Regions from separate parts of the Mus musculus genome. Here region 2 is linked to region 1. The links are chromatin contacts, called in public Hi-C maps. All regions are on one chromosome and are shown on one strand. The core of a region is the stretch at or near the end of the contact, and the rest is flanking DNA. Distances in the headings are between cores, read along the strand shown.

The links. Hi-C and Micro-C count contacts between places; a contact is called where the count stands out from the background.
Region 2: a contact with region 1 is called in a Hi-C map of group 2 innate lymphoid cells, with 8 times the contacts expected there. The contact joins two enhancer-like sites. A contact is called at or near these places in 3 of 484 Hi-C or Micro-C datasets (epidermal suprabasal cells and group 2 innate lymphoid cells).

Annotation. Positions count from the first base shown.
Region 1 is chr2:9,366,589-9,371,317 of GRCm38.p6, forward strand. The region is part of intron 1 of Gm13219 (predicted gene 13219); the gene reads left to right. Among named protein-coding and RNA genes, the nearest start is that of Gm13219, 17 kb to the left of the region's middle. Within about 2 kb of position 1,818, at least 7 of the 459 cell types and tissues checked have an H3K27ac peak or open chromatin away from gene starts, as enhancers often do. A contact at or near this core is called in group 2 innate lymphoid cells, where this site is marked.
Region 2 is chr2:8,874,256-8,878,984 of GRCm38.p6, forward strand. No RefSeq gene overlaps it. Among named protein-coding and RNA genes, the nearest start is that of Gm30957, 70 kb to the right of the region's middle. Within about 2 kb of position 2,831, at least 2 of the 459 cell types and tissues checked have an H3K27ac peak or open chromatin away from gene starts, as enhancers often do. A contact at or near this core is called in group 2 innate lymphoid cells, where this site is marked.

The DNA of each region.
Region 1 (4,729 bases), core at 568-3,067:
GTGTGTATATACATGTTATATGCATTGAGATGTGTGCATGTCTATTCATGACGATATGTGGGTACAATCATCCATGAGTGTATATACTGAGGCCACAGGTCAACATCAGACACTTTTCTCTATTGCTCTCCATATTATATTTTTAGACAGAATCTCTCATTGAACCTAGGGTTCACCAGTTTGGCTAATTTGGCTGGACATTAATGGCCTGAGATCTACCACAGCAATGAGGTATCTGCTCCTTACTTAGTCATCTCAGGGATGGGTGGACGCATAGATAAGTATGTTCTTTACAGAAGAATAGGAGAGCTATCAGAATGAGTAAAACTCACGCCTAAACTAACTAATGGTACTTCTGTTCTGAGCCTACCTGTGGGTCTCTTAACCAAAGCATTTGCTTTCAAGTGATTATTGGGATAAAAACTATTGAGAGAGTAGACAAATGCCCCCCCCCCACCACAAATGTCTTCCTTTCTTTTCCTGACTTAAAATCAAACACTGCTACCTTCCAGAATTTTATGTAAAATATAAGAAAAGTGATGGGCATTATTATGAAGCCAAGTTTTATTAAATCAGTTTGGGACAGGATTTTCTACACGTCTATACTAACTGTGCAATGGTGTATGATTTTGTTCTACTGCTTCAAAGTATCTTAAATACTGACAGTATTCATGCCCCACTTCTCTTTCTTATTCATGTTCTCCTTGGCTCATCCCAATCCCTAAGGGGCAGAGATAGTGACCACAAGAAGAAAAAGAATAAAATTTGATAGAGACAAAATATATGAAATAAAAGTGAAAACATAATAAGGTGACTTGAAATTCACATTAGAAATTACGACAATGTTTAAGCCACTCTGAGACCATTAAAGTGTGTGCTTATTGATGACTTACTGATGAATGGAATTGGGGTTATACACCTGATACAAGATGTGTTTGGTTGTTGAGATATATATTTTTTCTAAGAACATAATGAAGTAGTGTTTTTCAAGTGATAGTCTTGCAAACTGTCTCCTCTCCAGGTTTTAGTTTTACTTCCTGGTATGGGTGTGATAAAGGCTGCCTTTCTGAACAGTCCATGCCTATTTAAGAAATTACCTCATTCATGGACTCAGAGGATCAGCTCTGTGTCTAGAAAGGTGCCAGACATTAGCAAAAGTTTCACCTAACTAGGTTTCATCATGTGACAGTGAGACAGTTGCTAAACTGGGAGGCATCCTTTCAAAGGGATCCATGGAGTCCAGGATTTCCTGATGTATGCCTCAGAGACCAAGTGAGGGTACATGACAGGTTTTTCCTTTCCACTGCACAGAACACACTCATCCTAATGAGAAGGTTTGTCACACCTTGAACATTACACAACCATATGCAATGGCAGAGGCTTTTACCTTCTCTTCTCTGTGCTTTGCTATCTCCAGTGTTGTAATAGCACCACTATCTCAAGCAGATATGATAGGGTTGTCTACTGGCTATACAATTTGTCAAACATTAGTAGGGACTGGAGCTACCCATAAGCATACAGCACTTTTGTCATCTTTTCCTGATGGTGGTTTTGATAAGATTTAAAATAGCCTCAACTTTAACTTCCGTAATACTTTGTGTGCTCACATGTGTGCGTGTGCACATGTGTTCGAACAAGGGACTTTAAATGTCAACGGTGATTATCTTCTGTAAATGCCTAAGTCTTACCACACTTTCTGGCTTCATTGGCTTGACATTGGCTTCTCCCTTTTGTAAAAAAAAAGTCTTTTTCAACATTAGTCCTCAATCCAATGACGTAAAGAGAGTCAACCTTGGGGAGATTCTCAGGGAAGTCCCTCCAAGAGCCTGAGGGTGTGGCTCCTTCAAGAGAAAAACCCTTATCAAGTGGGCCTTTGCGAATTGCTTTATGAAAACCTGAGTGATTCTGCCTAAGCTTTCATTAGTTAAAAGTTGTGGCTACCTGCCGGTTATTCTTCCAAACTGTCCTCAGGAAGCAGAACGAAAGAGAATCATTGCTAAAGCAATCAATCAAGGTGTGAAGTTTTGGAAATCTTCCACTGAATCAACCACCTGACTTTCAAAAAAAAAACTAATTTAATAAAAATAATTTAGATTTAAGAAAATAGACTGGAGAGGTAACCCAGCCTGTAAAGTGCTTGCCTCACAAGCAGGGGGACCCAGACTCGATACAGGAAATCCATGCATTAAAAAGAAAAAGAAAGAAGAAGCTGGAAGAGAGTTGTGGAGGTGGAGACAGGCTTCCTTGGGGATTGTAGGATATACAGCCAAGCTGAAGTTCCTGACCAGTGAGTAAATATGTCTCAAAAAATTTTGGTGGATAACTTCTGAGGACAAACAGCACATAAGGCCAGTCTCTGGCCTTCATAGTTACACATATGCACACACACACACACACACACACACACACACACACACACACACACACACACATTAGCAGACTCGCCCAGGCTGACAGTTCAAGGTTCTGCAATAGCTGATCACTTCAGCTGTGCACAATTTCCTACCCTACACAAGGATCCTTTTTCCCAGCCAATCAAAAGGTGAGTATACACTGACCGTTCCATGCCTTTCACTTCTCCTGACCTTTTTCTCTCTATTTGGTAGTCTGATGTATATTCATGTTCCTCTCTGAACATTTTCTAAACTAAATTCAAGTTATTCTTTCTCTATATCTCCTAAAATCCTCCCCTAACAATTCCCACTGTACACAGCCTACTTGTCTGTGTTCTTGCCTTCATCTTTCAAATATTACCATATTATACTTAATCCTGAGCATATGTTATATGTTTTGTGGAGATGTTCAGTCCTCAGCCCTGTTGTGTATTTTTCTATATAGCTGCTGCTTTCACTGCTTTACACACCTCTGATGTCTGTTATACTGGCTAATGGGAATCTTTAGGGGCTCAAGCTAAGTCCTTTCGTCTTAATCCAAAGACAAAGTGATAGAGTGTTGTGGGAACCTTGTAAACACTCTCATCATCTCTTTGGCCCAGATGCCTGGAACAGATTTCCAGATGGGCCACTTAATAGGCAGTGGCTTGCTTGACTAAATCAGCTCATCTTCTAAAGCTTCTGTTTTGTCTGCCTACAGAATTGAAAGAAAAATAATGACTTTCCTTTACAGTGCATAAGACTATGATGAGAGCCAAGTGTACTGTCTTAGAAGGTGTTTTATGTACTAGTTAGCGCCTTAAAGTATGAATGTCTGGTGCTATGGAGATGGTTCACTTGGTAAAGTGCTTGTTGTGCAAACACGAGGGCCTGAACAATCTGTTCAATCTCCAGGACAAAGGGGGGTAGGGAAGAAAGCAACGTAGTGGCATAAGCTTATTCTAGAGCTGAAGAGGCGGAAACAGGGCCTTATTTGTCAGCTACTCTAGTCAACGTAACAACTTCTAAGACAGTGGAAGACCCTATTTGAAAAGTTATGTGGATGGTACCCGAGAACACACACATACACACACACACACACACACACCTTTGGCAAAATAAACAGAAATTTTAGAAACCTCATGTAAACTGTTAACAATAAGCTCCCAAGATGATGCGCTATGGGTGATCTTCAGGTGTGTTTGAATTCGTTTAAAACTGTGGCATGGACCAAATGACTAGGTACTTCTTACAATGAAAGTTTGCAGGAATGAAGAGGCAATTGTTTACAGTAAAATTAAGGACAGCACTAGAATGAGAGCGCTTCCAGCTCTAGTTGACAGTTTTAAATTTGACTACAATAAAGCCATTTCTTCCATCCATTTTCAAACTCTATTTCGCATAGATGGATACAAAACAGTACATGGAAAACATCAGTCTCTCTTCTGTTCCAGGAACTCTCCATTCACATAAACAACTCTCCTGAATCTATAATTTTGCTCCATATCTCTTCAAATATATTTTTACTACTTCTTGCTCCTACTCATCCTCAAACCCTAGCCTCTTTTGTTTTTTAGATCATATCTTCAGTTTCTTTTTATTTAATTCATTTCTGTTACTGTCTTTAGATTGCAAGTATATGTGCCCTGAGATACATGTGTATGAGTGCAGTTGTCCAAGGATACCACAAGCAGACCTTCCTGACTGATGGGCTAGAAACCAAACGTGGGATTTTCTAGAAAAGCACATGTTTTCTTGACTGCTGAACTGTCTTCCCATCCTCTCGTCACTGTTTCTTTATTGCTAAAATTCTATTAGCAATTCATGAGACTCTTGAATATCCCAGAAGATTCTCCAATCAGAACATGAAGAGAAGGAGGATGAGGAGAAAGAAGAGAAGATGAGGAGGAGGAAGAAGAAGAGGAAGGAGGAGGAGGAAGGGGAAGAGGAGAAAGGGGAGGAGGAGGAGAAAGGGGAGGAGGGGGAGGAGGAGACAGGGGAGGAGGAGAAGGAGGAGGAGGAGGAGGAAAAAACTTGTTGCCTATTACAGTTTGGAAATAAAATATCCTCACCAGCTCAGGAGGTGCTGTTTTGGAAAGTTGTGGGACCTCTGGAAACTCAGACCTGTTTGTCAAATGAAGGCCATTGCCCTGCTCATCTTCCCATACTCTTGAGACATGAACAAACTTCATAGCAATCTTCTATTGCAATGGACCAGCGTCAACTGTTGCCATGACTTCCTTATGAGGATGTTGTCAAACCTCTACACTGTGAACCAAAAGGAAGCCCTCCTCCCTTAATTTGTACCTCCCTAATTAGAAAATTAACTACTATATCTCCTCCCTCATGTCTTCCAT
Region 2 (4,729 bases), core at 1,581-4,080, 490 kb before region 1:
TTATAACTGCCCTGCTGTCTCCAGGTGCCTCTTGAAAGACTACTCTTCTTGACTCCTTGATTCTCCTGCCACTTTAGAGTACAACACACATGCTATGTACTCCTTATTATTTCAGCTGCTGAGCTCAACATGGCCCATCATGCCTTTTATTAAATTATTCTAGGCTCCTAGCAGTCTTTTGTCCTTAGCTGCAACAATTGGAATGGTTACAGTCTCTTTCCCTCAGCCTCTGAAATCAAGATAGCCAGTGACGATCTATTCTGTGTGTGTGTGTGTGTGTGTGTGTGTGTGTGTGTGTGTGTGTGTGTGTGTGTGTGTGTGTGTGTTTCAAGAGAGGAGCATATGTATTTTTGTTTCAATCACTGTCACGGGTATTTAAGACACACTATTTAGTTGTGATGTGTGGCCTCTTTTTACTTTTCTCCGGTGAGAAGTTAGTAATGAGAAATAAAAACGTTATATAGTTAATGAAGTGGAAACTTCCAGTTTATTGGAAAGTTAGTTATGTCAAATGATGTTTTGCTGGAGCACACAGGTGTAAGATATCTTGCTGAAGCAAACATCTGAAAAAATGGTTTCCTGAAGCAGACACGGTGAAAGGATGTTTTCTGGAGCAGACACAGATGAAAAGATGTTTTAATATATCAAACGCATGAAAGGATCCATGATGAAGAAATATAAAAATGACTCCACAGACAGTGGGAGAAGAGCACTGAGTATTGGTTTCATTTGCTCTGCCTCCATATTTTTCGATAACAACATGCATGTATTTGCCTACCTTATACAGTGTTGTTGAACTCCACTGGTGGTAAAGCTGATATTGAGAGAAACTTGTCAAAGAACTCCTTGTGAGGTTCCTATGGCAGCAAGATGCCTCTGCCACGTCACCTCAAGCCTCTTGGCTAACCTGGTAGTTGCTTCAGGATTGAACTATAGCTGCTGGTCCATGCCTGGTGTCTGCCTGCTAGGAGGATTGTAGCTGCATCCTTATTAAAATTAGGTTGCAAAAATTGTATGCCTACCATTTAATGAAGCACAAAATGCATGACTACTATGTCAGTGAGAAGGATCAGTTGGGCCAGGTGCTTATCACAAAAGTCTTATGACTACAGCTCATTCCTAGAACCCAGGTAAAGGTAGAAAGTGAGAACCAACTTTACAAAGTTCTCGTCTGACTTCTACACTCACACAGTGACATGAGAACAAACAAATACATCCTGTCACAGAGATATATGATTACAATGAAAAAATACAAAATTTAAAAATCTCTTCCTTTTTAAATTGTGTTTTTTTCCCACATCTGCTGGGAAGTTCACCCTTTGTGACTACACAGGGTGACCTCTTATATGAGTGATGTTTCAGAAGACAGAATTCAAATTACTTTCCTCTATATATTATAACTTTTCTCCTGAGCTAGGCTGAAGATGCTTGTTACCCATGTCAATAAGGAATAGACTGTATCAATAGTAAAAATATTACTTTACTTATATTTTATTTGACATGTCTGTTATATGCAGGTAGTAGTTTTATTAGAATATAATGTTCCTAATGAATGTTCCTCTCTTGAAACACACACACGAAAGAGAGTGAGAGAGACAGAGAGACAGAGAGACAGAGAGACAGAGAGAGAGTGAGAGAGACAGAGACAGAGACAGAGACAGAGAACTTACAGAACTCTGCTGGCAAGTCACAGTATAGTTTACTAATAAACTCTCCGTAGCTTATGTGTCTTCATCAGGAAGCTACATTGTATCCATTGGGATTATTTCCAAGTTTGTTGTATTGTATGATTTCCTAAATAGGAAGTGACATTATTGAATGTATATATGTATCCTTTGACAAATGTATACATGTACAAAAATAGATGAATAACAGAGTAATAAATATTTCTAGTTTCCTATACACAATTCCTAAACTTATCTGTCACAAATAATGTTACCTTCATTTTCCAGTTCATAAAATAGTCTTAGTTATTTTTTCTGCTCAAACACTATTTCCATAAAAGCACTTTCTGAAACTTCAGTCAGCAGTAAATTGTGATTTGCTCAGTTATTAAATGTTGCATGATGTATGAGCTTTGCATCAGTTGTAGAACAGGACACAATCCTTATTCCTTTTAGCTATCTACTTCTCAAATATATGCCTTTCAAAATATTCTCTTGAATCCAATAATATTTAATAATCCTCAAAGCTTTACTAAACCTACCCCATTCCAAATGTTCTTTCTTATAAACGTCTTCATAGTTCTTGCTACCATTTTGAACTATCTCATCTTAAAGATTATTTTCAGCCTCTTATAAGCTTTTCTATAATGAAAATCCCTTTAACTCTTCTCCACGGCCAAAGAAATACTTACTATATCATGAAAATAAGTAATAAGTGACTGAAACTGGGACTACCTTTATGTTAAAGGGGCACCCATTAATTACATCTATTGTATACAATACATGCAAGGATAATTTACACTAACACTGAACACCACAGACCAAACTAAATAGGTCAAGTTTAGGTCTAGGAATTCTTGGTCATTAGAAATGATGTAGGTATTCTACTGATCTCATATCTAATTTGTCTGGTGTTACATGGAAGGGAGAACAAGCTGCCTTGCCAGTGAACACATTCCTTCCAATATTCTTCCATCTCCTAGTTTGACATTATTAAAAGTTGGAAGGTAAGTTAATAAAGGAGTAGAGAGAAGATGGAAATCGGGGGGAAGAAGACATGGTTAGGGGGAGAAGAAAAAGCTGTTGAGACAGAACATAGGACACCGGGGAACACCAACTCATTTATAGGCTGCACTGTTTGCCTGAGGTTGGCTACCTTATCAGATAAAAGGAAACTGAGACAGAATTTTCTCTGTGACTAACCTTCCCCTGGAGAGATCGCTGTGTGCTGCATTACTATTATTAATCAACTTGACTTTCTTTAAGTCACTGTAATTTCTGACTCAAAATTTTCTCAGGCACTCAATGTGCCAGAGAAATCTTAATGAATTAAATAGGCAGGATGTGTGGGAGCGCCCAGGACTAACTTAAGCACAGTGTATGGAATTTTATCATTTCTGTTTTGTTTTGTTTTTCTCAAATTAGTAACATTAACTCCCGAGGAATAAATCTCCTGCGATGGCCTCAGAAGTCGTGGTATTTTTATCATACACAGAGAAATCTCTGAATCAGAAAACTGATATTTTTGATACAATTAGAAACTTAATAGAGATCACTACTGAACTTAGTGGTGGCAACAAATTACACACACACACACACACATACACACACACACACATACACACACACACATACACACACACACACATACACACACACATACATACACACACACACACACATACATACACACACACACACACATACACACACACATACATACATACACACACACACATACATACACACACACATACATACACACACATACACACACACACACACACACACACACACACACACACACACACACACACAATTATTTTTGGTGTGCCCACAGGTTAAAGCAATAAACTGTAGGTTATGCTTCCAGAGAGTTCAAGGAAAATCCCAATCAATTAAAATAATGATAAGGAATTAATGATCTATCTGATTTCTAACTCTCTTTAAGAACTGTAGCATGTAAATAGGTTAGCTTTTAACAAAAATTAAATCAACGGTTTAATATTAACTTGAATTAAATGGTCTTGAGAAATTGGATGACTTTTCAGAAAGCCTTTTGAAAAAACAAACTATGATGAACTGATAAGATTGCTCCCATGATGGATCAGTGCACTAGATGGCACTAATCGCATGCCTTTCATGTGTTAGAAAATCACATTTCATGTGAGGAAAGAAAGTGGACCACACTTGCAATGTTCTTTATCAGGTGTACTTTCCAACGTTCCTTTGATAGGTTATTTATAATTTATGACTACATTTTTCAGATCATCAGAAAAAAAATTAATTACAGTCACTTTGATACTAAGTGAATTTCAAATTGAAAAGTAGAATTCCATTTTCCCCTAATCTAACGAAATTAATTTACTCCAAGCCAGATACAAAAGAGTTCTGGTCTAGAGGAGTGAGCAATTCAAGTCAAGAGGAAGGTTCTCTACCGATTATACAGTTTTCCATGAATTTCTCTTATCCAAGGATTCATCTTGAAATTTATCTAAGAAGAACATTAACCTAAAGGATGAAAGAAATTCAAAACTCTAAAAAGTCTTGGGACAATAAAATCTTGGTATTGAAGAAACAAAACAAGACTATAAATGAAACAATTTTTAAAGTAAAGCCTTCTACTTGGACGAATCTGTTCAAGTCTGTGAGACTTTGGAAACTACTGTCTGATTTTGATAAAGACAAAAATCATTACTATGTCAATATTTTCCCACTGTAGAATTGATAAACTACTAGTGTTGGGGGGTCTCCTCAGTTGACTATGAACTCATTGGTTTTATTTCAAATTTGACACCAATAACTTTAGGTCATTTATTTTCCTACAGAAATAAAATAGAACCATTCTGAGCTGCAGCTCTCCTTGCTTCTACTAGGCTTTGTCAGTATGAATAGAAATCTCTGGTTCAAGCCAATCTTCCAGCTACTTTAATCTTCGACTGAAAAAGAGTTTCCTTCAAAACAGAGCATTGAAAAAGCATACAAAGTATTATGTAGAAAAGCTAAATGTGAACTAGAATACACAAAATACCAAAGGCATAATTAAAAAAAAAACTCCCTTACCA